Regions from separate parts of the Sus scrofa genome. Here all the other regions are linked to region 7. Evidence: chromatin contacts called from public Hi-C and HiChIP or PLAC-seq data. All regions are on one chromosome and are shown on one strand. Each heading gives the region's core, a stretch centred on a gene start, on an enhancer-like site or on the middle of the called end of the contact. The rest is flanking DNA. Distances are from core to core; before and after follow the strand shown.

Evidence for each region. A called contact is a pair of places that touch in the nucleus more often than the background predicts. HiChIP or PLAC-seq counts read pairs in DNA pulled down with a chosen protein or histone mark.
Region 1: a contact with region 7 is called in an H3K27ac HiChIP or PLAC-seq map of alveolar macrophages. The contact joins the promoter of C2H11orf68 here to the promoter of MAP3K11 in region 7. A contact is called at or near these places in 2 of 5 promoter capture datasets (fetal liver and liver) and 2 of 2 datasets of contacts at active chromatin or transcription factors (alveolar macrophages and skeletal muscle).
Region 2: a contact with region 7 is called in an H3K27ac HiChIP or PLAC-seq map of alveolar macrophages. The contact joins the promoter of DPF2 here to the promoter of MAP3K11 in region 7. A contact is called at or near these places in 1 of 5 promoter capture datasets (fetal skeletal muscle) and 1 of 2 datasets of contacts at active chromatin or transcription factors (alveolar macrophages).
Region 3: an H3K27ac HiChIP or PLAC-seq map of skeletal muscle shows a contact between it and region 7. The contact joins the enhancer-like site here to the promoter of MAP3K11 in region 7. A contact is called at or near these places in 1 of 5 promoter capture datasets (liver), 3 of 47 Hi-C or Micro-C datasets (embryonic fibroblasts, liver and subcutaneous adipose tissue) and 2 of 2 datasets of contacts at active chromatin or transcription factors (alveolar macrophages and skeletal muscle).
Region 4: a contact with region 7 is called in an H3K27ac HiChIP or PLAC-seq map of alveolar macrophages. The contact joins the promoter of TIGD3 here to the promoter of MAP3K11 in region 7. A contact is called at or near these places in 1 of 5 promoter capture datasets (fetal skeletal muscle), 1 of 47 Hi-C or Micro-C datasets (liver) and 2 of 2 datasets of contacts at active chromatin or transcription factors (alveolar macrophages and skeletal muscle).
Region 5: a contact with region 7 is called in a Hi-C map of liver, with 4 times the contacts expected there. The contact joins the promoter of CFL1 here to the promoter of MAP3K11 in region 7. A contact is called at or near these places in 3 of 5 promoter capture datasets (fetal liver, fetal skeletal muscle and liver), 5 of 47 Hi-C or Micro-C datasets (brain, embryonic fibroblasts, heart right ventricle and 2 more) and 2 of 2 datasets of contacts at active chromatin or transcription factors (alveolar macrophages and skeletal muscle).
Region 6: a contact with region 7 is called in an H3K27ac HiChIP or PLAC-seq map of alveolar macrophages. The contact joins the promoter of CCDC85B here to the promoter of MAP3K11 in region 7. A contact is called at or near these places in 1 of 5 promoter capture datasets (fetal liver), 2 of 47 Hi-C or Micro-C datasets (liver and mesenteric adipose tissue) and 2 of 2 datasets of contacts at active chromatin or transcription factors (alveolar macrophages and skeletal muscle).

The regions. Positions count from the first base shown.
Region 1 is chr2:6,409,574-6,413,487 of Sscrofa11.1, forward strand. It overlaps C2H11orf68 (UPF0696 protein C11orf68 homolog), which reads left to right and starts at 2,373. Exons shown (of 2, transcript XM_003122554.4): 1 at 2,373-2,625; 2 at 3,315-3,914. The coding sequence starts at 2,459. It overlaps DRAP1 (dr1-associated corepressor), which reads right to left and starts at 2,362. Exons shown (of 6, transcript XM_013994078.2): 1 at 2,040-2,362; 2 at 1,721-1,793; 3 at 1,513-1,606; 4 at 904-1,231; 5 at 604-692; 6 at 50-262. The coding sequence starts at 2,081. The coding sequence ends at 157.
Region 2 is chr2:6,884,622-6,887,964 of Sscrofa11.1, forward strand. DPF2 (zinc finger protein ubi-d4) reads right to left here and starts at 1,927. Exons shown (of 11, transcript XM_003122537.5): 1 at 1,721-1,927. The coding sequence starts at 1,752.
Region 3 is chr2:6,814,305-6,818,048 of Sscrofa11.1, forward strand. No RefSeq gene overlaps it. Among named protein-coding and RNA genes, the nearest start is that of FRMD8, 28 kb to the right of the region's middle. Within about 2 kb of position 1,332, at least 57 of the 83 cell types and tissues checked have an H3K27ac peak or open chromatin away from gene starts, as enhancers often do. A contact at or near this core is called in alveolar macrophages, liver, skeletal muscle and 1 more, where this site is marked.
Region 4 is chr2:6,866,197-6,869,781 of Sscrofa11.1, forward strand. It overlaps TIGD3 (tigger transposable element-derived protein 3), which reads right to left and starts at 1,744. Exons shown (of 2, transcript XM_003480677.4): 1 at 1,533-1,744; 2 at 1-607. The coding sequence starts at 593.
Region 5 is chr2:6,469,296-6,473,121 of Sscrofa11.1, forward strand. It overlaps CFL1 (cofilin 1), which reads left to right and starts at 2,263. Exons shown (of 4, transcript NM_001004043.1): 1 at 2,263-2,343. The coding sequence starts at 2,341. MUS81 (crossover junction endonuclease MUS81) reads right to left here and starts at 1,485. Exons shown (of 16, transcript XM_003122526.5): 1 at 1-1,485.
Region 6 is chr2:6,436,492-6,439,857 of Sscrofa11.1, forward strand. It overlaps CCDC85B (coiled-coil domain-containing protein 85B), which reads right to left and starts at 1,337. Exons shown (of 1, transcript XM_003122520.4): 1 at 296-1,337. The coding sequence starts at 1,146. The coding sequence ends at 538.
Region 7 is chr2:6,638,799-6,642,360 of Sscrofa11.1, forward strand. MAP3K11 (mitogen-activated protein kinase kinase kinase 11) reads left to right here and starts at 1,263. Exons shown (of 11, transcript XM_021082851.1): 1 at 1,263-1,452; 2 at 2,178-3,475. The coding sequence starts at 2,734. PCNX3 (pecanex-like protein 3) reads right to left here and starts at 1,135. Exons shown (of 34, transcript XM_021082830.1): 1 at 464-1,135; 2 at 1-102. The coding sequence starts at 616.

The DNA.
Region 1 (3,914 bases), core at 1,123-3,622, 230 kb before region 7:
GCTCAGTGTGGGGAAGGAGGCCATTAGGCCCTGGACAAGAGCTGGGACGGATACTGGAATTCCCTTTTATTTTTTTTTTTAATAAATTTAAGAACAGCTCTACCCTCTTCCCCCCAGAGCAGCTAAAAGGGGGTGTGGCCTGGGGGGCAGAGGGCGCTAGGAGTCATAATCTTCTTCGTCCTCTGCGTCAGGTGCTGCGGGGACCTGGGGCGCTGGGGGCAGAGGCAGAGTCGAGGTGAAGGGCGTGAAGGGTGTCGGGGGGCTGCAGGGCAGAAAGTGGGAAAGGAAGATCAGGCCACTCACCTGTGCCCAGTCCTGCCCGCTGAGCCCCACCCGGTCCTCCAGCCAGGCAGGCCTGGAGCCCACTGCCCTCTACCAGCAGGGAGCCGAGCCCAGAGAAGGGAAGGACCCAGGGCACACAGCCCTGCCCGGGGGAGGGGACTTTCTGAGAGCACAGAACCCAGCCGTTAAGTCCTCTTCAGTTCCTCCCGTCCCGTCTCCCAAATCTGCCACAACCAACAGAACCAAGGCGCCTGAGCGGTCAGAAAGGACAAGGCAGCTGGGGACCAGCTGGCCCCCTCTGGGTGCCACCGACCTGCTTACCTCTGAAAGTGGGCAGGGGGCTGGCTGGCCTGGGATGGGGCCTGTGATGTCTCCTCTTCCCCATCAGTATCTGTATCCTCAGACTCATCCTGGGAACAAGACAGGAATCAGAGGCGACAAGAAAGGCGTGGGCCCATTACTGGAAAGCCGGACCTCTGCAGCCGCCATGTGCAAGGCAACCAACACAAAGAGGTCACAGGTGAGGATGGGACCAGGCCTCCAGCCAGCTGGGCCTGGCCTGATGCAAGGCTGCCCTCTCCACCCTGCAAGGCAGGACAGAGGGCTGGGGCCTCAGCTCACCTCCTGCTCCGAGTCTGTCCCCGACAGCTTCTTGTCCTTGCCTTTGCTTCCCATGCCACCGTTCTTCCGGCTGCCGCCGCCTGGCTTCCGGCCCCTTCGGGAAGGTGGAGTCCATCTGCCCAGAGGTCTCCCCACTCCTCTGCCATCCCCCAAGACACCTCCAACCCCGGGGGCCTTGGCCTTCCCCACATGGACACTGACTCCCCACCTGCGAGGACCCTTGTCCCCGTCCATGTGGTTGTCTTCCCCATCTCCCTGCATGTCAGGCACAGAGGCCACCAGATCCTTTAAGAAGTCAAACTGCTGCTCCAGCTCAATGCACTGCTTCCTGGAAGAGGTGGGGAGGGAATGGCACTCAGGTGAGGCACAGATGTCTGTACTCTCAGCAAAGTGCTCTCTGGATGTCAGGGGAACAGAGCCTGGATCGTTTCAATCCCAGCCATGCCCCCTTTCTTAGAATACCCAGTCCCTGCCAACTCAAACCTACCAGCCTTTGAGTCCTCGCCCAGCCGCCTCCCACCTCCCTCCCTATCAGGGCACAGCCTCCCCTAAGCGTGTGGACTCCGGGCGGAGGCCCCACACGAGCCCTCCCAGATCGGAGCCACTCACAGGTGGGATGTGGTCATGGTCTTGGCATTTCTAGACTGGGTCACTTGGCAGGCCTTCTTCAGCAGTGACTCCAGGAAAAGCTCGAGCGCCCGAGCTGAGGGTCGTCAAGGCGAACGCGGGTTCTAACAATGTCCTGGCCCCCAAAAAGCGACCCGGGGCTGCCGGCCTCCCCCGCCTCCCTCAACCCAGCCAGCCCTCGACAGGATACAGATGATGACAGGCACAGCTGCCGCCACCTTCCCAATCTCTTCATCCGTCTGCATTATCTTCTTGATGCGTGCCTGAGGAAGGGGCAGAGAGCTCGGACCCCGTCGCCGCGGCCCCCGAAAGGGTGCGCGGGGCGGGGGGCAGAGAGAGGGAGCATCCCGGGAGGAAGGGGGCGGGGGGCACCGACGCGGAGAGGGCACGGAAGGGGGCGGGGCGTCCGGGCCCCCGAACGGCGCGATGCGCCCGCCTCCCTGGCCGGGCCTGGGCCGGAGCCTCCCGAGAGCCCGGCTCGTTCCTCCCGAGGCCGGCCACGTGCTCACCGGCGGGAACCGCGCGTTGTACTTCTTCTTCTTGCTCGGCATCTCGGGGCCTCTCTCGCCGCGCCGGGCCCAGCGCCGCCGCCCGCAGCCTCCCGGCCCCCGGGCCTGCTCGTCGCCCGCCCGCCGCGGTTCCCCCGGGTCCTGGTGCCGCCTCCTCCGCCCCCGCCACTCCCCCCACAGGGTCCTAGCGCCGCCGGTCAGCACTCGGCCGGCGGGGCCCGAGCGCCCTCCCCTCACAGCCTCCCGCCCGGTGCGCGTCTGTCCGGGACTGGACGGCCGCGACCGCCCGCCCCCAAGACCTGAAGAGCGAACGTTAGCTCCGCCCCCCGCAGGCCCGCCCCGCCTCGCGTTCCCAATGGCCCCGCCCCCGGGGTCAGCACCGCCCCGACGGCCCTGCCCCTTCCCCCCGGTCCCGCCCTATGCTGCGCTTGTCTATAAAGTTGTTGTTGAGGCGGCGGGGCAATAAGATGGCGGCGGCGGCTGCAGCCGTGGCGGGGGCGGGGCGCGGCGGCGGCGGCGCGGAGCCCCGGCAGGAGCGGAGCCGGGCCCGGGGCTGGGCCGGCGCCGAGCGCAGCGAAGGCCGGAGGTGACGCCCGGGCGGCGGGAGGGGGCAGGGCGGGGCGGGGCAGGGGCGCTGCTCGGGCCGTGAGCACTAATGGCGGCGGGCGCGGCGGGCGCGGCGGGGCGGGAGGCTGGCCCTCCCGCAGGCTCTAACAAGCCTGGGTTCGAGTCCGGGCTCGGCCCGTTGGCCTCGGATTGGTCACTGCCCTCTCTGGCCTGCATGTCTTCGTCTTTAAGTAGGCGGGATAACGCCCGCCTGGAGGCCTGGCCCTGTGGGGCCTGTCGGGGTGCCTCGTTCCATTACATCCCAGCGCCCGGGAGACCCGCCTGCCTTGGCAGCGTCGGGAGCCGCAGCTGGGCCGGCGGCCCCCACACCCGAGTTCACTTTTCGGCCCTTTCACGCACTGCAGGTGTGACCTTGGGTAAGCCCCCTCCTCTGTGAGCTTCAGTTTCCTACTCTGTAGGTCAAGGATAGTAGTGATAATAGTAACAGCATTTATATAGTTCTTGTTCCACCTCCTAGTATTTAATTCTCTACAGCTGTTTGAGACGGGAGCAGCTATTTTTCATTGTACAGATGAGGCAACTGAGGCACAGAGACATTAAGTTTTGCCCAAGGCCGCAGGGATTAGTTCAGTGCCTGGCACCTACGTGCTCAGGCCCAGGAAGCTGGATCTGTCCTGGACCTGCCCTAACTTGGTTCCCACCCGGCAGGATGGAACCAGGCGAGGAGCTGGAGGATGAAGATTCTCCAGGTGGTCGTGAAGATGGCTTCACTGCTGAGCACCTGGCCGCAGAGGCCATGGCAGCTGACATGGACCCCTGGCTGGTGTTTGATGCCCGAACCACACCTGCCACGGAGCTGGATGCCTGGTTGGCCAAGTACCCACCATCCCAGGTTACCCGCTATGGGGACCCTGGCTCTCCCAACTCTGAGCCCGTGGGCTGGATTGCAGCATATGGGCAGGGCTATGTCCCCAACTCAGGCGACGTGCAGGGCCTGCAGGCAGCCTGGGAGGCTCTGCAGACCAGCGGGCGCCCCGTCACACCAGGTACCCTGCGCCAGCTGGCCATCACCCACCACGTGCTCTCGGGCAAATGGCTGATACACCTGGCACCTGGCTTCAAGCTGGATCACGCCTGGGCTGGCATTGCTCGAGCCGTGGTCGAGGGCCGGCTTCAGGTAGCCAAGGTGAGCCCACGGGCCAAGGAGGGTGGGCGGCAGGTCATCTGTGTTTATACGGACGACTTCACGGACCGCTTGGGTGTACTGGAGGCAGATGCCGCCATCCGCGCGGCAGGCATTAAGTGTCT
Region 2 (3,343 bases), core at 677-3,176, 250 kb after region 7:
TGCAGGATCTGAGCCGAGTGTGTGACCTACACCAAGCTCACGGCAGTGCTGGATCCTTAACCCACTGAGAGAGGCCAGGGATCGAACCCGACACCTCACGGTTCCTAGTCAGATTGGTTTCCACTGCACCAAGACGGGAACTCCTCATTACATATAACTCTTAAATGAAGTCTCAACGAATCTTGAGCTCACAGCTAACAGCTAGGCAAGTCTGACATTCCCCCAGTACAGTAACGTTTCCAAGGTAGAAGCTTTGATTCTTTTTCAAGAAGCATGAAGTCTGTGTAGAACCTTCCCTTACAATGGGACAGGGGGAGTCAACAAAGAGAAAGGCAGGGAAACAAAGAACATCTGAGTCAGGCAGGATAACTATATAAATGGTAGATCAACAGCGTCATTTCTAAATTGAGGGAAATGTCAGCTTGAAGAGAGAGCTGGGGAAACTGGAGTGGGCAGATCAGAGAGAAAGATAATAGTGCTGGGAGGAGGGGTGGTTGAAAGAGGCAGCAGGATGGAGCTGAAAGCAAGTTTAAAAACAACAACAACAACAACAAAAAACCCCCACAAGAACAGAAGGAGAAGGCACTTAGCTTAATGGAAGTGGGAAAGCACTGGCAAAGAAAAGGCTCCAGGCAAGAAGAGGCAGAGCGGCACCGCACCCTTAAAAAGGGGCCCTTGGGGGGCTCAGCCCACCACCAAGACAGAGTTCCCAAACCTTTACCTTGTCATCCAATCAAAATCCCAAAGCCCTAACTGGACAACTAGACACCTCTCAATCTTCCTACCCTTGCACCAAGCCAAATTTACGCATTAAAAAGGAGCTTGCTCTATTCGCCCACGGGGCACGGAGCTGCAAAACTCATTCAGATTCTTCCTCACGGAGGGGGCTGGGTTAAATCAAGTCTCCAAGCATCTTTAACTCACAGCTAACGGGATTCTCCATTTACCGAACAACCATGAACTTTAACTTCGCTCGAAATCTGTCAGCCCAAGAGTATTGCATAGCCGGGCAGCCGGGGCGTCCGGGGCTCTGCATCGGTCCAGTGCCCGCTTTTGGTGGCTGGGATTGGCCGGCACAGAGGCCCTCTCCCCTGAAGTTCTTTCCCCTCAGTACCAGCTCTGCAACAAATTCTCCCCCGGAATATTCTTGGCCTTGGGTACCTGACACTCGAGGACCACCCCACCCCCCCGCCCGCCCGCCCGCCCCGGAACGTCACCGAGCTGTTTAGAACAAAACAGCCCAGCGGGGCTTAACGGCGCGAGGGCTGCGGAGCCTGCTCCCCCAGGGCCGGCTGCGGGCGGCCGATGGGGAGGGGTCGGCGGCGGGGCGTTGCGGGGGCTCCGGCCGCTCCCGGGTCCGCCCTCGGCCCGGCTCCACCGGACTGAGGCGTCTCGGGAGCGAATCCGGGACTGTCTTTCGTAGGCGACCAGGGCGCCATACTCTGGAAACCGTCAGCCCGAAGGGAGCGCCCAGACCGCACAGCCCCTCCGGGAGGCTGCCCGTTAGGGGCTCCCGTGTGCCCCCCTCAGGGCCTCCACAAGTTTCCAAAGAAGAGCAACGTCTCCTCCGGAGTCTCGGGTTGTCCTCCCCACTAGGAGTCGCAACATGGCCTTCCCAGGCAAGGCCCTCTCTCCGCCTCGTCCCTTCCCGCACCGCCCCCTACTCCCAGGCCCCTTACAAGACCTCCCGGCCTAGGAGGAAAAGAAAACGGCCACTCACAGCTTCACTACATTTTCCACCACAGCCGCCATCTTCCCGGCTCCTCTACCTCAGGCCGGGAGGCCCGGAGAGCGCAGCGCGCAGGCGCCGGGACCGCACGGGGAACCAGTTTCCTCGTCCTTCTGCGCAGGCGCCGCCCGGGAGCGCGCCCGAGAGCGAGCTGCCGAGAACGAGCTTGCCTGTTGGGGGCCGGGGAGCCGAGGAACTAGTGCGCAGGCGCAATGGAGACCGAGGCCGGGGCGGCGCGAGGCTCCAGCTCTACCTCCGCTTCTGACGTGTAGGGGAGCGGGAGAAGGGAGGGAACGTGTAACATGGTCCAGAAATGAGAAGGTGAGGGCTTGGTGAAAACTGGCAGGCCCGGAGGTGGTGTAGGTGAAGCTTATGCGTCCTGCTACCTCGCAGACCTTTAACCTCGTGGTTAACCCTTTGCCCTCACTTGCTGGCCAGGGGTTGGTGATAGTAGTAGGGCACAGTCCTCTTGAGCTGCCAAACACGTGCCCATTTTAGGGAAAGAAAAAGCAACTCCCAGAACCTGACGTTCTTTGGCCCGAATATTGGACTGTGACAAATTTGCCCCCATTCCTGCCTTCAGCTTTATCGGCGCCCAACTCTTCTCCCCTGCTTCCTGCTCCTAAGCTCATTCCCTCCACTTAGGCGCCGAAGACTATCCCTCTCTCTTGTGTACCATTCATTTCTGCTTCACTGCTGAATCATGCAAATTCGTTTACAAACATGACTTAAAATCCTCTTTTAAAAAAGCTCATGGGGCCGCACCCGCGGCATATGGAGGTTCCCAGGCTAGGGATCTAATCAAGACCTGCAGCCGCTGGCGTAAGCCCTAGCCACAGCAATGCAGGATCCGAGCCTTGACTGTGACCTACACCACAGATCAGGACAGCGCCAGATCCTTAACCCACTGAGCAAGGCCAGGGATGGAACCCGCAACCTCATGGTTCCTAGTCGGATTCTTTTCCGCTGCGCCGCTACGGCAACTCCTAAACTTTTTGAAATAGAGAGAAAATCATTGTATGTAAATGTAATATTAAATATACATATTAAACATTATTATTTAGCTTTACTCCTTTTTAAATATATTCAGATCCCAGTGGGAAACAGGTGCACAAAGAAGACGGTTCATTACAAAGGGGGTGTTAATGAGTGTAGCTGGGTCTGGAGGGACACCTGGGGGGGGACAGTTGCCTGGGGGTGTGTAGTAGCAGAGAAGTTTGCATCATAAGCCCACAGAAATGCAGGAAGAGGCACCAGTGGGAAAAAGGAACTATCAGGGGAGATTGGTGACCTCCAGTGAGGGCATATCCTGGCTGAGGTGCCCTTGCAGGAAGTGAGACTGAGAAATCCCTCACTCTCCCCCTCCTCCCCATCCTCTGATCTCTTGCTGGGCTCCCATTGGCTGAACCCAACCGGAAACCAAAGCCCAAGGGAACCCATAGATGTTCCTCTACCTAGGTCACCTCCTGGGGAGAGGGTAGGGGAGAGAAGGGTGGGAAGTGGATCTGGAGGGACAAATTCAAATGTTTTTAAATGATTTATATCCTCACATATTAATTTTGAAATATTGCCTATGTCAACTATAGCATTTCCTCAAACTATTTTATTTTATTT
Region 3 (3,744 bases), core at 82-2,581, 180 kb after region 7:
GGGTGGGGCTGGGTGATGAGAGGCCTGCCCCACCCGGGGGGTGGTTGAGACCTGCTCTTCCTGGGGCAGTGCCCTGAGGGGCTCATGGCTGGGGGGACGGGGGGGGGGGAGGACCCCTTGGGCAACATCCGGATTTCAGGGTCAGGGCCAGGGCTCCAAGTCCTTTCTCACAGCCAGGATTGCCTTCCCTTCTCGTTCTGAAGCCTGCTTAGTTTTGTTTTCCTGAAAACACATCAGCCCAGGACGGGTCCCAGGAGAGAGAAGAGGGGCGAGAAAGGGCTGGTGCTTTAGGGTCAAGATGGGTAGGAGGGTGATGATATTGCTGCCACCACTAGAGAATGTGCCAGAACCCTGCTCCCGTCTCTCACAGGCCCAGTACTAGAGCTGTGGCCTCCTGGGTCACCTTGGACTTGTAACGGAGCAGGACCCTGGGAGGCCTTCCCAGAATAGACCCCCACTCATCTCCTCCGCTTGCCTTTTTAGCTATAGAAAAACTTGAACGAACCAATTTAATCAGGGAATGAAAAAAAAAAAAAAAAAAAAACAAAGAAAACAGTAATAACAGCTCAGCCATTCAACAAAGTCAAGGACCTTCAGTTCCTCAGAGACTTTAGATAGGAGTTCCTATTGTGGCTCAGCAGGTCAACAACCAACTAGTACCCAGGAGGATGCAGGTTCAATCCCTGACCCCGAGCAGTGGGTTAAGGACGTGGCATTGCCGTGAGCTGTGGCTGAGGTCACAGACTTGGCTCAGATCTGGCGTGGCTGTGGCTGTGGTGTGGGCCAGTGGCTGCAGCTCTGATTTGACCCCTAGACCGGGAACTTCCATATGCTGTGGGTGCAGCCTTAAAAAGAAATTAAAAAAAAAAGAAAGATAAAGAAAGAAAACCAAAGCCTATAGATAATATTTTGAGCCATGACCCTGGAGCTGTTTTGCAGGTGCTGAAGCTCCCACCGTTTGGAAGAAACCACCTAACTCGATGCTGCCCACAGCACGTAGACCCCAGACCCGATGGAACCAGCACGTTAAAGCTGCCGACTCCCAATGACCTCCCCACCCACCAATCAGGAGCATGTCCAGGAGCTGACCACGGCCGGCTCCTCGGACACTGTAGGACTCCTCACAGTCCCCTCCGAGGGCGGCACCAGCCTGCTGTGTGTTCCCTCTTTGCCTGGCAGTTAAAGCTGCTTTTTCTGCTTCCTCCAACTGTCTCCGTGCTTCTGTCTGGCACTGGTGCCGAGATTTCGACTCTCCCCCTCCCAGGAGCCCCTCGGCCTGGGCCTCTCCCTTCAGAGCCCCAGGGCCCGGGTTTCAGGGCCTGGGTAAGGAAGTGCACAGTCACTGCGTGCTGGCCGGGAGCCCTTCCTGCCCTGGCTCGCCTCCCAGCGGCCCAGCGGGAACAACCCGGACCTCCGCCCAGCCCCCACTGGCCTCTCCTGCCCTGGCAGGAAGCTGGGCCCCAGCCTGGTCTGGCCCACCCTGCTGCAGGCCCCCGGGCAGGCCCTTCGTCAGCTCTCCAGCCGGCTTTCCCTGTTCTCACCTCCTCGCTTTAACAAAAGAGTCTGCCTGGAAGCACTTAACCCAGTGGCTCTGCCTGGAGGTCACCTTCCCAGTGAGACTCCATCCCCACCCCGTCCTGCTGGGACGTGAGCTCCTCAAGGGAGGGCCTTCCGTCTGTTTGTCCTCCCCTGGGCCTCTGAGCTGGCAGTCCCCGAGACGGCCCTGGCGTGGAGCGGATCTTGATAAATGTGTTGACCAAACAGTTGTGCCCACTGTGAGGCTCTCGGTCAATATTTGTGATGTTTCTGGGCTGATCGGAGGAAGGAAATGAGTTCCCAGGTCAACAGCAGGCCCACAAAACAGGTGGCGGGCCCGGATCTGGGGTCCCGTCCACCCCGGACTCCCAAGTCAGGACATATGGAGAGGGTGGTGGGGTCGGGGTGGGGGGACTGCTGTTCCCTGTGGCCGGGGGCCCAGCAGCTCCCAGGAAATGGCTGGTGCAGCTCAGGGAGACAGGGGAGCCTCTCTTGGCGGACGTGGCAGAAGGCGTTTGAGGGGGAGGGTGTCAGGGGTTGGTTCTCCCGGTTTATAAGGCAGAGGAGGAAGTGGGCCAGTCCACCTGCATTTCCTGCTCTCATTTTGGGAGCCCATGTGTGTCCAAAAGAGAGAGGGACAGGAGTTCCCGCTGTGGCACAACGGGATCCGGCAGTGTCTTGGGAGCACTGGGTCTCAGGTTCCATCCTGGCGCAGTGGGTTAAGGATCCAGCATTGTTGCAGCGCAATTTATGCTGTGACTGCATCTTGGATCCGATGCTCCCTGGCCTGGGAACTCCATGTGCCTTGGGGAGGCTGGAAAAGGAAAAAAAGAAAAGGCGGGACAGGCAGGGAGGTGATCCTGTTAGGAGGGGGCTCTCATATGTGTGACCTATGCCTCCTCTGGGGTTCCAAGGGCCCCCCAACTGGGAGCCCCCTGCTTCTAGCGCCAGGCCTTGGGCGAGCCGTGGCTCCAGGAACTAACTGCAACGCCATCAGTCGCCTTCATCCAGCTCTTTGGGACGCTCTGCCGTGTACAGAGGCATCAGGGGGGCCCTGGTGCCCAGCCCCGCTCCCCAGCCTTGCACGAGCCGGCCTGCTGCCTGGAGCTCACGTTGCCCTTTTCCTGCCAACTCCTTCACTGGCTCATGGTCGCCTCCCTGTGTCCAGAAAGCCCTGCTCACCAGACTCTCTTGTCCCCCCTCCCGAGTGCCAAGCACCGACGGGGAGCAGCAGGAAGGCCTGTGGAATGAGGTACCCGGTCCCACAAGCCTTGCCTCCCTGGACCACTGTCGCCCCACCAGTGGCCCCAGACGTCCTCGGGCAGGCCCCCTGTTGCTGACGGAGCAAGTCCCAGCTTTGGGGGGCCCCACCCTTTGGCCCGTGTCCATCTCACCAGCCTCGCCGCAAGCCTCACCCACCAGGAACCTTGGTGACAGCTCCTCTGGGTGAGCAACCTGGTGGTGCTGAAAGCCGCCCCTTCCCAGGCCTAGGTCTGCACAGCCCCCCCAGGGACCCTCTCCTCCCAGGCTGCCTGCAGCCCCCCACCGGAGCTCACTTCTGCTGGTGTCCCTGAGGCTGGAAAGGTCCCCAGGCCTGAGCCTCTCTCGCCCCCACAGTGACCCCACTGGAGCACGGGTTGTTCAGACCACCCTTGAACCTCTGCCCTTTTCTGTTCTGACTCCCCTAGACCTGCCCAAGTGGCACCTGTGAGAGACCCAGGTGGTGCCGGGGCTTCTGTGGGCAGCGTGAACCCCTGAGGGGTTCATGTGCCCCTGGAGGCTGCCGACCTTGAAGCTGTGGGGGAGGCCTTTGCTCCTACCAGCCCGGAGCGTCAGCGGTCACCACCCCCTCTCCACCAAATGCCAAGATCAAACAGGCCGGCGACATGGAAGTCCTGGGAAGAGCTGGGACTGTTATTATTCTCCCACTTGCACATTATACCCGTGACGAGTAGAGTGAAATAGCTGCGGGGAAGGGGAGGATAAATGAGGAGTCTGGGATTAACATATACGCACTCCTATATGTAAAACAGAGAACCAACAAGGACCTGCTGTATGGCACGGGGGCCATGCTCAATATTTTGTAGTAATCTAGAAGGGAAGAGAATTCGAAAAAAAATATATACATAATAATATTATACATAAACTATATATATTATAAATACATAAGTTATATTATACATGGGGAGTTCCCGTTGTGGCTCAGCA
Region 4 (3,585 bases), core at 494-2,993, 230 kb after region 7:
AGCACCTGTACCCGATCACGTGTGCCCACTCTGCCGGGCACTGCCCGATATAGCAAGGGCACTTCGGCACAGCCAAAAATGTCCTCTGGGGAGAAATCTTTAAGAGAGAGAGGCAGCTGGGCCTGGGGCGTGGGAGCCGGGGGAGGTGGCTCAGGGGGCAATGGAGGCACCAAAACATGGCGGGCCCCAAAGCCCACGTTGTTTCGGCGTTTCCAGCGCACCAGCCAGCCGATGCTGGGCACAAAATCCTGGCCCATGATGTCAGCCAGCTCCTTGGCTTTGTGGAGCAGCATGGGCCCTGTCACGTCCCAGGCCTTGGCCCGGGCAATGTGGTACCAGCAGAGTAGAGCCTCGTCGATCCCGCTGTACTTGGACTCCCGCTTGCGCTTGCGCTCCCGGTTGGCGGTGCCGCTGCACCAGTCCGCCAGCAGCTTCTCCTTATTCTTGCAGATGCGTGAGATCTGGGGCTGGGAGACCTGGAAGCGCCGGGCCACCTCCGACTGGGACATCTTGGACTCATCCAGGAGTTCCAGCACCTGGATCTTCTCGGCCAGGGACAGGGCGTGAAGCTTCTTCTTGCTGCACAGCTCCATGGCAACTCTGGCACCTGTTCCGGGGGAGAGGGGGAAGGAGGAAACGGTGAGGGTGGAGGCCAGGCGGGGTGGGAGAGGAGCATAGTAAGAAAAAGGGGATATTAGAGGCAGGGAGATAGACTGGTGTAGGGAGAGACCAGGGCAGCCTGGATCCGCTGGGACAGGGTGAGGGGACACTGGGTTGGAGGTGAGAGGGCTGGATTGAAAGGAAGAGAAACCACCAGGCTGAGTGAGCAGTGGCCTGGCCCTGATCTGGAGGAATGCAGGACCTAGCTGGGGAGGGCTGGCCCCTGGTCAGAGCAAGAAGGGAGTCTGGGCTGAGGTTTGGGGGAGAAGGATGAATAGAGCCGAGGGGACAGCTGCAGAGACAACAAAGGAGCATGGATGGGGAGGACAGGGCTGGGGCTGCATGGGGCAGGTGGAGGGGATAATCAGAGCTGGCAGGAGGAATCCCCGTAGGGGGAGGGGGATGATGGCCTAGGCTGGATTCAGATGAAGATGTGGGGGGCAGGGTGGTAGAGTGGATGAATGGAGTTGAGATGACAGGTGTACAGATGACAAAGAGGGACAGACTGGGGGCTGAAGGAGCGAGTCTAATTTGGTGCCAGGTCCTGAGCAGGTATGGCTGGGCCGGGGTCCGGCCTGGAGGGGGCGCGGGAGCACAAGGCCGAAAGGACAGGAGCACAGGCGACAAAGGGCAAGAGGGGTTAGGAGGCCGCGCGGGCAGCGAGAGGGGCGGGGTGTCCTCAGAGGGGAGAGTCCTGGCCTGGGAGGGGGACCACCGCGCGGGGACGAGCGTCTGTGATGGAGACAGGCCGGGAGCCGGGTTCTGCAACCTGCTGACCTCTCCACACGGTGACTCTGGGTCTGCCGGCGGGGCGGACCTAGCCATCGGCCCGCCCGGCCTTCCCGCCTCCCAGCCACCCTCTCCGCACCCACCTCAAGTGTTCGTCCCGCGACTCCCGCCCCGGCCCCGGCCCCGGCCCGGCTCCCCAGCCCCTGTCCCTGTGGTACAAGAGAGCAGGGTAGGGACGCGCGGGGCAAACTGAAGGGCTGCGCGGGCGGCGGGCGCGCGCACAGCAGGGACCGGTGGGCGCCGCCCGCGCCGGGTTCTCTCCCGGCTGAGAAGACCTGGACCCACCGCTCAGCTTCACCCGCTGCCGCCCCGCCCCGGCCCAATCCGATTGGTCTCCGGTGCAGTTCTGTCCCTCCCCCGGCTAAATCTCATTGGGCATCGCGAAGCGGCGGGTCGTTGGGGGAATTGAGCTTCTAGCTGCAGGGGCTGGGGGGGCGGAGCCCGGACGGGGCGGGAGTCCTGGAAGCGCCGCCAGCCTCAGGGGACCCGGTAGACGAGGCCAAACAAGCCTCCCTCCAGTGAGCAGACTTGGAAGGTCATCCTGGCTGTGACCCTAGGCAGCTTTAGCTTCCTCATCGACCAAACAGGTCTATTACCCCTCACCCAGTGGCTTTGAAAAAATGGAAGCACGTTTTAAGCTACACAAAGGATGTTACCATGGACGGTATTGGCCTCAAGTGGGTACTACCACAAACTGCTTGCTTGGGGCCAGTTCTGATTTTGTACGAATAAAGACTAATTTTATTTTATTTATTTGCTTTTTAGGGCCGTAATTTCGGCATATGGAGGTTCCCAGGTTAAGGGTCGAATTGGAGCTACAGCTGCCGGCCTACACCACAGCCACAGCCATGTAGGATCTGAGCTGCGTCTGCTACCTACACCACAGCTCACGGCAAGGCCGGATCCTTTAACCCACTGAGTGAGGCCAGGATCAAACCCAAATCCCCACGGATACTAGTCAGATTCATTTCCACTGTGCCACAATGGAACTCCAGCATTCTCATTTTTAACCTTTTTCCTTTTACTATCTTTTCTGGCCTTAGACTATTCAACCACCAAGGATCACTGCTTGACTACCTTGACTCCAGGCCTACATCCGCGCAGACATGATGGGGCTGTGCCCCGCCCCTAACGCAGTCCCCAAACTGGAGCACCCTGCTTACTTACTGAACACAAGGGCCCAGGCCACTCACTGCCTCCCAATAAAACAGTGGCTTTCAGACTGTCCTAGAAAATCCTAAGGATACTTCGGGGGGGGGGGGTTGTCATAACTGATTCATACCTTTAAAATGTTGGTTTGCAGGAAAAGAAAAACTCACTCTTGTGCACGTAAATATACTTGGAGGAAGGTTTGCATGGCTGCACTATAGGCCGAGTTCACACACACTTGCCTTCAATTAAATGAACCAATTTCAGGCAAGCAAGGCGGAGGTACCTCTCATCTCCATTATTCATACAGAAAGCTTTAATGTGTCCTCATGGTGACGCATAGAGTTTTCCTGTGTCATTAACTCTTTTATATTTATATAATCATCAAGCTTCTAATCAAGCTTCTGGACCTATGCTAAGTATCTCTGAAACTAAAAAGCTCAACTGTTATAAATCTGTCTCACCACTTGCACATACAAATCCAGAATTTCCTCCAAACCAACTAAAACACAGAAATAAACAGGTTAAAGTTGATTTTAACCCAAATTTTGTAACAGCTATAATGTACATAAGAAATTAAAACAAATTATCCAATTTTCTGTCAACTTATATTGAGGTTAAATGTTTTATTTAATTTGGGGGGGAAAAGCTATGCTTCAAGACTAATGTCCATGGAGTTCCCACTACGTGCAGTGGAGTTAAGAATCTAACTGCAGGAGTTCCTGTTGTGGCTCAGCAGGTTATGAGTCTGACTAGCATCCATGAAGGCCTGGGTTCGACCCCTGACCTCACTCAGCGGATTAAGGATCTGGCGTTGCCATGAGCTGTGGTGTAGGTCGAAGACATGGCTCAGATCCTGCACTGCCACTGGCTGTAGCATAGGCTGGCAGCTGCAGCTCCAATTCGACCCCTAGCCTGGGAATTTCCATATGCTGCAGGTGTGGCCCTAAACAGAAAAAAAAAAAAAAAAAAAAAAAAAAAGAAAAG
Region 5 (3,826 bases), core at 1,013-3,512, 170 kb before region 7:
AGAATCCGAGAGGTGGGAGGATGGGGAAGCAGATGGGTTCAGTTGTTTTTGTAGGAAGGACATTAGGAATGAGGACACAAAGGTAACGCAGAAAGAGCTGAAAGACCCTCCGAGGAAATGGTGATCCCATGTGGGCCTCCCCATCCAGAGCAGTGGGGGAGGGGCGCGAAGACGAGGACGTGCAGGGAAGGCCAAAGCTGGGAGGACAGGGAGAGGGAGACAGTAGACAAACAGAAAGGGGACAAGTAGGAGGTGCTGGACATCGAGGCATGTGGGAGGGGCTGACATGGGCATGTTGTTGGATTCGGGGTAGCAACCCGGGGGTGAGAAATACGGACAAGGGAAGAACACTTCATCGTTCTTGTGACTCGTTGGAGGTGGGGGACTCTCAGGAAGGTTAAGATGGGAACTATGCAAAGGGGGTTCCACTTGAGCACGAGAGTCTCGCCAGCAAGTTACAGCAGCCGACATCTGCCATACCGGAAGTGGCGAGGTGTGGGTCTGGGGCCTTTCGGGAGTGGAGAGGCGGGCGCCCGAGCTCCAGGCCTGCCCCTTCAGACTCCGCCCAGCCTCGATCCCGCACCCCCCGGCCGGCTCCGCACTCCCGCCTCCCGCCTGACGCTGCCTTATAAGGAGCCTCCAGCAGGCGTTCGGATTGGACCCGCCCCCTCTAGTCTCTTGTCCTAATAAGGACATCTAGGGCATCCCGCAGCTAGGGGCGGGCGGGAGCGCGTCTCCAGGGTAACTGCGAAATCTCCCACCCCCCTCCTCGTTGCTCTTGGAAACTCCGAAGCTCAAAAAGGTGGAGCCAATCTCATCTTGTAGCAAGGTCTCTTGCAGGAGGCGGCGGTCGAGCTGCGGTCCCCACCTGATGCTCCCGGTGGGGGGGCAATGCAGCGGTACGTCCCCGACTACAGTCCCCGGCATGCTCTGCGACATACCCCAGTCTCGGGTGTTGCTCCCCAGCTGAAGACCAAGCTTCCAGCTCTTCATTTACAGCCTTTATTCTGCATATGGGATCGATGCCCCCAATTCTCTTGTTTGCGACCCTGTCTTCTGCAGAGTAAGCGGCTATGGCCTTTGTTGAAAGCCAATGAAATCTCCCTGGAGTCCCCCACCCTAGTCTGTTTTTTGAAGGTTATGCTCCCACAGAGCTTCTGTTTTAATTTCTGTGGGTATTAAATTAACCATATGCCTGGTTACCAACTGGAGAACGAGATTTAAGTCTGGTTTAAAATCTGTTTCCTGGAGTTCCCGTCGTGGAGCAGCGGTTAACGAATCCGACTAGGAACATGAGGTTGCGGGTTCGATCCCAGCCCTTGCTCAGTGGGTTGAGGATCCGGCATTGCCGTGAGCTGTGCTGTAGGTCGCAGACGCAGCTCGGATCCCGCCTTTCTGTGGCTCTGGCATAGGCTGGCAGCTACAGCTCCGATTCGACCCCCTAGCCTGGGAACTTCCATATGCCGTGAGAGCAGCCCAAGAAATGGCAAAAATAAAATAAAATCTGTTTCCTCTGCTCACTGCCTAGTAAAAGGCGGTAATCTTCGAATGCATAAATCCCTGCTCTTCTCCCTTTATTGCCTCATGAATATGCCAAATGCTTTTAAAACTAGTACAAAGCTCTATTTTCAAAGATTTCTTTGTAGTCTTTCCTTGTGTTTTTTTTCTCTTATTTTATTGAAATTGCACATCGCCTTTCCTCAGTAGACAAGAGTGTCTTTTGAGTATGGAGAATGGTTAATGAATGTGTCCTGGATTGAAGTCTCCTTATACTTGGGATTCTCCTTGCTCTAGGACTGGATTCCAGACCAATGAATAGTTGCTTCAATTCACAAAAGCAAAATACCAAGTCACTGGAAATTTTTAGACCAAGAGATCCAGAAAAACGCCAGGATGGACCTTAGGAAAACCGTTTCGGTACGGGATAAAGAAGCGCGAAATCGAGGCTCATTTTCAGGTCAAATCACCCAGCACCGAGGCCTTGGCTCTGTGCAGAGCGTTTCCTGGGGCATTCCACCAACCCGCGCGCTCTCCTTGCTGTAGTCCCGCCCCTCTCAGCTGTCCCCGGACTACACTTCCCAGTATGCAACGTGACGACCAGACGCTGTCAGATGAAAAAGACTCTGCTACCCAGCTGGCCCGAGGACAGCGCAGGAGCCTCGGACTTCATTTCCCGTCGGTCTTCAGGAGGAGCGCCGGAAGCCCGCCCCGCCCCTCATTGTGCGGCTCATACTAAACGGAAGGGGCCGGGAGAGGCCGCGTTCAGTCGGATCCCGGCAGCAGCTGAAGCGGCTCTTGTCTTTTCTGGCTCCTTGCTATCTCCTTTTCGCTTCCGGAAATATGGTGAGCGGCAGGCCACGGCGCGGGAGGGGAGGCGGCTGCGAGTCGATTGTCTGCGTGCGCGGGAGGGAACGGGGGAGCGACGTCGGCACCCCCTCCCCCAGATCCCCCGGCTGGATGAGGGTCTCGTGCTGAGGGGCGGGCGGCGCTGGGACGCGCGTGCGCGCCCGCGGGCGCCGGTGAGGGCCGGCTCGGACGTCGCTCGCGCGCCCCCTGGACTCCCCTCCCCTCCCCCACTCCGCTGTTGCGCCCGCGCGGACACTGGCCGTGGGGGAGGGGTCCAGGGCGCGCGGGTGCGCGGCCGTCGCGGAGCAGCCGGTGTCGCGCGTCGCGGCGGTGCCGAAGCGAATGGGTTCGCGGGTGCGCGCGCGCGCTGGGAGCACGCGGCATCCAAACCTGGCTCGGGGGCGGCGAAGGAAAAGCGCGCGAGCGCTCTCGGCGCGCGCGCCCCACCCAAGGGCTGTTCCTGTCTTCGCGTCACCCTCCCTCGCAGGCGGGTCTGTCTCGAGAGCAGGTGGCAGGGATGCCCACAAGGGGCGGGGGCGGCGCGGCTAGCTGGGATGCGGGGGTGTCCGGGTTTTGGCGCAGGCGCCTGAGATTGGGGGCTTGCCCCGCGCAGCGGACCCCGCAGCGACCACGGCCGCGCTCGGGAGCGAGCCCACGAGACGAGCTGGGTTCTCCGCCGAGTACTCCCGGCGAGGGATGGAACGGCGCTGTCGGCCGGCGCGTGCGCACTCGCTCAGGCCTGGCCGCCGGGCCCGAATCCCTGGACAAGTGGGGCCGTCGGCTTTCCCGGATGGGGCCTGAGGGTGGAGCTGAGTTTAGGGAAGTGACCCAGGCGGGCACCGCCCGGAAACCACCCCGCCCCCTCTGTTCAGCCCGAAGGCTTCGAGGGCCGAAGGTTGTGTAACGTGCCCAGGCCCTCAGCGGAGGGGACCAGTAAGCTGGTGGGTAAAGGCGATTCCTTGGGGTTGAGAGTCTAGAGGTGTCTCTGCATCTGTGTACCGGTTTTTCTCGGGGAGGGGTCTGAGTCTAGCCGATCTCTTCTCCGCCTACTCCGGAAGCGGCTCAATCACGTGGCCAGCTTCCTCTGCAGTTCCGGGAGCGGGGGCAGGTTTTTACCTTGGACAGTCACTCTCTCCCGGCTAGGTTGGGCCCCAGCACGACCCAGAAAAGTTTAAAGAGCTCTCAAGGGCCAAGGTGTTTGGAGTGCTAACTTAGATCAGTGACTTTTGGGGCCTGCATATATTCTGGGGAACAGGGAGTTGTTGGGTAGGGCCTTAATTAGGCGTTTGTGGTTCTTGCTTGGGTTTAGGAAGACCCCAGCGGAGGATAGGACAGCTTGTGTAGTCACCGCATGGGACAGTTCTGATGGACTTGTTAGAACAGTTGAGCACCGCTGGTGTCCCATGTAGCATTATGGGGTCCTGGTTCTCAGAAGTGACTGTAGCCTGGGTGTCTGGGTCCTCTTCCACCTCCGTGAAGT
Region 6 (3,366 bases), core at 87-2,586, 200 kb before region 7:
TTTAGGCCCCCAACACCTGCTTCCTGCCCCATTGTCTTGGACAGGAAGGAGCTGGGAAGGGAGCCGGAGCCACTTCAGGGGCCGGATCACAGCCTGTCTTGGAGCCTGATGGGGGTGGGGGGTGGGGGGTGGGCGGTGGTTTACCAGGGTCCCACATCCCGTCCCAGGATTGAGGTACTGGGGAGTCAGCCACCTTAGTTCTGCAGTCCCTCCGGATGGGAACGGTACCCCATCACCAAGTCCCCGCCCTCCTCCCAACGCCGGCGAGTCCCAAACAGACGCTGGCCGGGCCATGGGCTCTGCTTCCTTCTCAGTTTATTAGCCCCCACCCAGCCTCCAGCAAGTCCCTCCGCTCCAGCCTCCAGTCCCCTGCTGCCCCGCCAGCGAGAGCCAGGGGCCCTCCTCAGCGTCAGGGTTTTCTAAGTCCATGCAAGCGGCCCCTCGTGCGCAGCCGGGGCGGCGTTCGAGTCCCGAAGTTCACTGCAATCCCGGCGCTTGGGGACCAATCCTGGCGGGCGTCGGCGGGAAGCTGTACCCTCAATCATCTGGGGAACAGGCCAGAGGCAACTGATCGGGACTGCCCACGCTGCCAGTACTGGAGCTTCCATCGCCCAGGTCACGGGGACCGCACGGGGGCAAAGCCAGCTCGGGTGTTGGCGCAGCGCCTGAGCCCCCCGAGCCGCCGGGGCCGCCGCGGGGGCCCCACTCCTCGCCCAGCGCCAGGCAGAGCTCCTTAAGCGCCAGGTTCTCCCGCAGCAGCTCCTCCTGGCGGCCCTCCAGCTCCGCCAGCTTCTGCCAACAACCGCCTAGGTCCTCGCGCACGGCTCGGGATGCTTGGGTTCCGAAGAGCTGCCACTGGCGCGCGGCGCGCCGCCCGCGCTGGCGCTCCGAGTCCAGGAAGCAGCAGAGGTCGCGCAGCTCGCGGTTCTCAGCTTGTAGGCGCCGGTTAAGCTGCTTGAGCTCGCGGATCTCGCCCAGATGACCCTGTAGCTGCCGATTCACCTCCTGCATGAGGCGGCCGCGCTGCACCAGAGCCGCCAGGCGCGCCGCCTCCTCCCGCCGCAGGCGCCGCACCAGCTCCTCCTTGCCCAGAGCCGCCATCTCCTCATCCGTCAGCTCCTCCAGGCCGCCCGTCTCGGCCTCCATGGCTGCTCAGGCCTCTGGAGCATCGCCTGCCCGCCGCCGCGGCCCAGGAGCCCCACGACGAGCTCCGCGGCGCCGGGGTTCTAGCACCCGCTCGGCAGACGGTCTGTGGTTAAGCGAGCGTAGGATGCAGCAGTCGAGCGGGGGTGGGCACGCGGCGGGGCGCGCGCCGGGGCGGGGCCACATGACGTTAAGGAACGACAGCCAATCTGGGAAAGCCTCCTCGGAAAGGGGCGGGACCTGGGCGCCGGGGTGGGGGCGAGAGAGGGAGGGCGAGGGAGAGTGGACCGTTTTCGGACTGCGGAGTCCCCGACCCTCGTGCACCTTGGGTACCCGCGTCACCGACCTCTGTTCCAGTCAACCCTAAACTAGGCGCTTCGAACTTCCCAATTCCCAACATCCTCAGGCTCGAGCCTAGGCCTCTCGGCTCCTCCCGAGAACTAAGAATCGGATGGCGGGGGTGGGGGTGGGGGTTCCCACCCTCCTGCCCACCCGCCCCCGACGGAACCTAGACGGGCCGCCTTTCCATCCTTCCTAGCTTAGCTTGAGCTCGACAGTCTCGGCTCACTGAGTTTCGCTCCCAGTCCTCGGAACCCTAAATCCTAAGGTCCTGGCTCACCATCGGCCTACCCTCCCCCTCACGGAGTGTTCCTGCTCGGTGGGAGAGGCATACAAGGGATTCGTTTCTTCAGAAAACCTTTCTTTTTTTTCTTTTTTCAAAAAACCATTATTGTGTGTGAGATCCACGCAGAAATAAACTTAATCAAAATCCTATACTGTCCTCAAAGAGATCTTAATTTAGCAGAAGAGACAAGCTGTGCTAAATCCAAGAAGCAAATGGAGAAAGAGCATATTTTGAGGGACTGCCTTCCACCCGCAAAAGTTTTCCCAATAGAGGTGATATCTGAGGGACTCTAAAAGATGCATAGGGGAGTTCCCATCGTGGCGCAGTGGTTAACGAATCCGACAAGTAACCATGAGGTTTTGGGTTCAATCCCTGGCCTTGTTCAGTGGCTTAAGGATCCAGCATTGCCGTGAGCTGTGGTGTAGGTCGAAGTTTCGGCTTGGCTCGGATCCTGCATTGCTGTGGTTCTGGCCTAGGCGGTGGCTACAGCCCCGATTTGACCCCTAGCCTGAGAACCTCCACATGCCGATCAAAAAAAAAAAAAAAAAAAAAAGCATAGGACTGGAGTTCCTGTTGTGAGTCAGCGGTTCAAACCCAACTAGTATCTATGACGACATGGGTTCCATCCCTGACCCCTCTCAGTAAGTTAAGGATCTGGTGGTGAGTTGCGGTGACGGTCACAGACCCAGCTGGGATCTGGTGTGGCTGTGGCACAGGCTGGAGGCTGCAGCTCCAATTTGACCCTTAGCCTGAGAACTTCCATATGCCGCAGGTGCAGCCCTAAAAAAACAAAAAACAAAAAACAAAACAACAACAAAAAATAGGACTTTGGCAAGTAAGGAGAAAACTATTTCAGGGACAGGGAGTGGCACGATGAAAGTCACTGCGGGTGGGAAAGGGCCTAGCTGCTTTAACAACAATGAAAATAGCTTGATATACATCTTTTTAAAAAGGCAAGTGCTTAAGGAAAGTGGTAAGAGAGGGAGGAAGGCAACAAAGGTAGTCAGAAGCCAGATTCTTAAGGGCTTTCAGCATGAGGTTGGAGCGTGTGCACAGGCCAGTAAGGATTTAAGCAGAGGAGGAACATTTTAAAATATGCATTTATTAGAAAGGTTGTTTGAACTGCTGTGTGGGATGGACCATAGGGAGGAGATGTAGGCAGAGAGATTACTAAGAACACTGTGTCAATGGGCAAGGAGAGCTCTGCAGAAGGACTGGGCTGGGACAGTGCCAGCGGGGGGTGGAGCAGATAAAACAGATATTAGAAATATTCAGGAGGCAAATCAGCAGAACTGAATGTGGGGAGAGAGGAGTATGGGAGCTTTCTGCCATGAGAACAGGGTGGATGTTGGGGCTGTCACTGTGATAGGAACACAGGAAAGAAACAGATCAGGGAGTCCAACAGGTCTATCTGGCTTTTGAGGGGCCTCTGGGGGACCAGTGTGGCAAGAGTCACATAGAGGCGGTTCTCTGGATGTGCACCTCCAGGCAGAGCATTAAGCTGCAGAATAAGAGAGGGCATTAGTTTGTTGGGGCCAGGGTGGGGTGGATTAAAACCGTGGGAGCAGCTGCCCCATGCTCAAGAGAGGGGCTCACCC
Region 7 (3,562 bases), core at 13-2,512:
GAACATAGCATGCAGCCGATAGTTCACAGTCTTGATGGTAGCGAAGATGACAGCCACCACAAGGCAGTACACACCAGCCACCATCAAGCTGGGGGGCAGGACCTGGGGGCGGCAGCAAGTCAGGTCCCTCTTCACACAGCCCTGTCCCTACCACCTACCACCACAGTCAGGACTAGGACACACAAATTCATTAAACTCCATCACGCCTGCCGGCTGCTAATACAAAGACCCTGCGAGGCAGCCCTATCTCCAGCATAACTGGAATGAGATTAAGTGAGATTCAAGGTCACCCAGGCCAGGGAAATTCTGGCCTCTCTTCCACACACTCCAGACTCCGCAGTGAATCCTCTTCCCACACCCCAGCGCCCCAGCCACAGCCCAGAATCCCTGCCAGGTTGCACCCCTTCGTGACATCTGCCCTCCCTTTCCCCGGCACGAGTTACAGGTGGCCGCAGCATCTCACCATATACAGCAAGAAAGGAAAGGTGAGCAGGAAGATCCAGACATAGAGATGGAAGCAGTTGGAGAAGGTGCTCTGGTGTGGGTCGAAGAACCAACCGCCGGTGAGCGAGGCCCACACCCCCTGGCGCAGGATCTGCAACACCTGCGACCCCATGGCCCCGCCGCTGCTGCGCGCGCCCCCCTCCCGGGACCCTCATGGGGGCGGCCCCCGGCCCATGCCCCGCCTGGCGCCCGAGGGCCCCGGGGCCCAACCTCGCGCTCACGCCATGGCCTCCCCCAGCGGGGGAGAGGGGTCGGTGGGGCGAGGGTGCGGGCAGGGGGCGGGGCCGGCCAGGGCAGTCAGTGGTGCGAGACCCAAGAGCCGGGGTGGAGCCGCATCAGGGGTGGGGTCCAGGCCCCCACCCCCGGCCCAGAACTGCTCCTAAGGGCCGGACCGGCGGGCAGGCGCAGGGCACGGGCCGGGCACCGGTCGGCGGCATCCAGAGGTGGGCGTGGGGTGGGTGCTCCGGGGGTGCAGACGACGGCTCCCACGGTTCCGGCCCGGGGAGAGCCCCGGGACCCTGAGGTCCACTTCCGGGGTCACAGGTCACTCGCTTTGGGCTCCGCGGTCGCCCCGCTTCTGCGGGAGCCGACCCAAGGGGGAGGCCGGAAGAAGGAGCCGCGAGCCGCCAACCTGCAGTGGCGCATGCGCCCGACGAGACCAGTTGGGACCCGGAAAAGGAAAACCTTTCGGCTCGAATGCGCAAGCGCAGGGAGGTGGTGGACCGATAAGAAGCGGGAGAGCCCGCTGGGCTTGCGCAGCTGAGGAAGGGACGATCCAAAAGGCACAAGTCCTTGAGCGCATGCGCACACCTAAGCGATGCCAACCTAGCCGCGATCACTGGGCGGAACGCGAGGGAAGAGTTACTAGAGGCGAGGAAAAGGATGGAGGCGTGGACACCCCTGGGGGCTAAAGCCACAGTTGTGCGCTACTGGAGCAAGCCCCTCTAGGTGCGCCCTTTTTAGCGCTGGACGTCAAACGTCACGAGCGGCCTCTACTTCCGGGTCAGAGCTCAAACTCAGAGTGTAGAGAGAACAGGCAGGACTAGTCGAAATAGGATAGTGTCGTTTTTCTTAAAGTGACAGGCTCAAGGCAAGGGGGTCCGTCGCGCGGTTGCGAGAGCGATTTAGCTATTCCAAGTGCCATCACTGGACAAATTTCAGGAGCACAGTCTCAGGTTTCCATCCCTTCTTGGGAAAGAGGCATGAATTGTTTCCCAGGTGAAGGGAAGCAGTAAATCTTAGACAACGCGTTCCAAGAGCTCCAAGTGCAGCCAGTTTCGTCCTCCATTCTTGCCTACCCCCACTGCCAGCTCTGCAAAGCGGAGCTCCTGGCCCCAGTTTCAGACATGAAGAGAATGAAGCGCAGAGAAAGGGTCACACGGCCCTGCAACTTCGGAGCCAAGACCACACTCGGGTTTGCCCCTCTTCCAAGCCAGGATCTTTCCCCCAGTTTTACAGATGCAGACGTAGAGGGCGGGGACGGTCCCTCCTTAGCAGAAACCAACCTCGACCTTAAACCTGTTGTCACGGGAGGTGGGGGCTACGGGCTACACTTCCTCTCCTTCTGCCTCTCATTGCCCGCCTACCCGGTAACTCCCAGACCAAATCGCCCTGCAGCCTCTGGGAGGGGAGCGGTGCTACCCGCCCGCGTCATCTGATGCTGTTTCCTGCAGGAGAGAGAACAGCGGAAAAAAGTGAAACTCCACCCTCCACCTCTGCCTCCCGCCCCCGGGGCCAAAGTACAAAGGGAGGAGGAAGAAGGGAACGGGGTTGGAGCCATCGGGTCGCGAGAGCTGAGCCAGGAAGAGGCAGCTCAACCTAGAGACACTCCAGCCACCCCCCTGCGCAGAGACCCAACGGGAGTCCAGGCACTGCCCCTCGCTGGCCCCACCTTTCACTTGGCGGGTGCTGGAGCTCGGCTCCCAGGACTGCTCTGGACTGAGGGACGCCCGGGCCCCTCTGTGCCGGCCATGGTGAGACATCGGAGGCCCTGGGGGTCCACCCCCCCAGCCTGACCACACTGCTTCCCTAGGTCGCCCTCCTCCGGAAGCCCGAGATGCGGTGGGCCGGGAGGCGACACTCCTGGCTCCCCAGAGAGGCGTGGGTCTGGGGCTGAGGGCCAGGGCTCGGATGCCCAGGTTCCGGGACTAGGGCCTCGGCCGTCAGCAAGGGTGGGGACCGGGGCACCCAGGGAAGGTCCCCCACACCCGCCAGTGCCAGCTCCCAGCTATGGAGCCCTTGAAGAACCTCTTCCTCAAGAGCCCCCTGGGGTCATGGAACAGCAGTGGCAATGGGGGCAGCGGGGGCAGTGGCAGCGGAGGTTGGCCAGAGGGGTCCCCGAAGGCTGCAGCTTATGCCAACCCTGTGTGGACAGCCCTGTTTGACTACGAGCCCAATGGGCAGGACGAGTTGGCCCTGCGGAAGGGCGACCGAGTGGAGGTGCTGTCCCGGGATGCAGCTATCTCGGGTGACGAGGGCTGGTGGGCGGGCCAGGTAGGTGGCCAGGTGGGCATCTTTCCGTCCAACTATGTGTCTCGGGGCGGTGGTCCCCCCCCCTGCGAGATGGCCAGCTTCCAGGAGCTGCGGCTGGAGGAGGTGATTGGCATCGGTGGCTTCGGCAAGGTCTACCGTGGCAGCTGGCGGGGTGAGCTTGTGGCCGTGAAGGCAGCTCGCCAGGACCCCGATGAGGACATCAGCGTGACAGCTGAGAGCGTGCGACAGGAGGCTCGGCTTTTCGCCATGCTGGCACACCCCAACATCATTGCCCTCAAGGCCGTGTGCCTGGAGGAGCCCAACCTGTGCCTGGTGATGGAGTATGCTGCCGGTGGGCCCCTGAGCCGTGCCCTGGCTGGGCGGCGCGTGCCCCCCCATGTGCTCGTCAACTGGGCTGTGCAGATTGCCCGTGGAATGCACTACCTGCACTGCGAGGCCCTGGTGCCTGTCATCCACCGAGACCTCAAGTCCAACAACAGTGAGTTCGGGGGAGCGTGGCCGGAGGGTGGCATGGCCCAAGCAGACAGCTGCTGCCGGCTCTTAGCTGAGCCGACCCAGGGGTTTC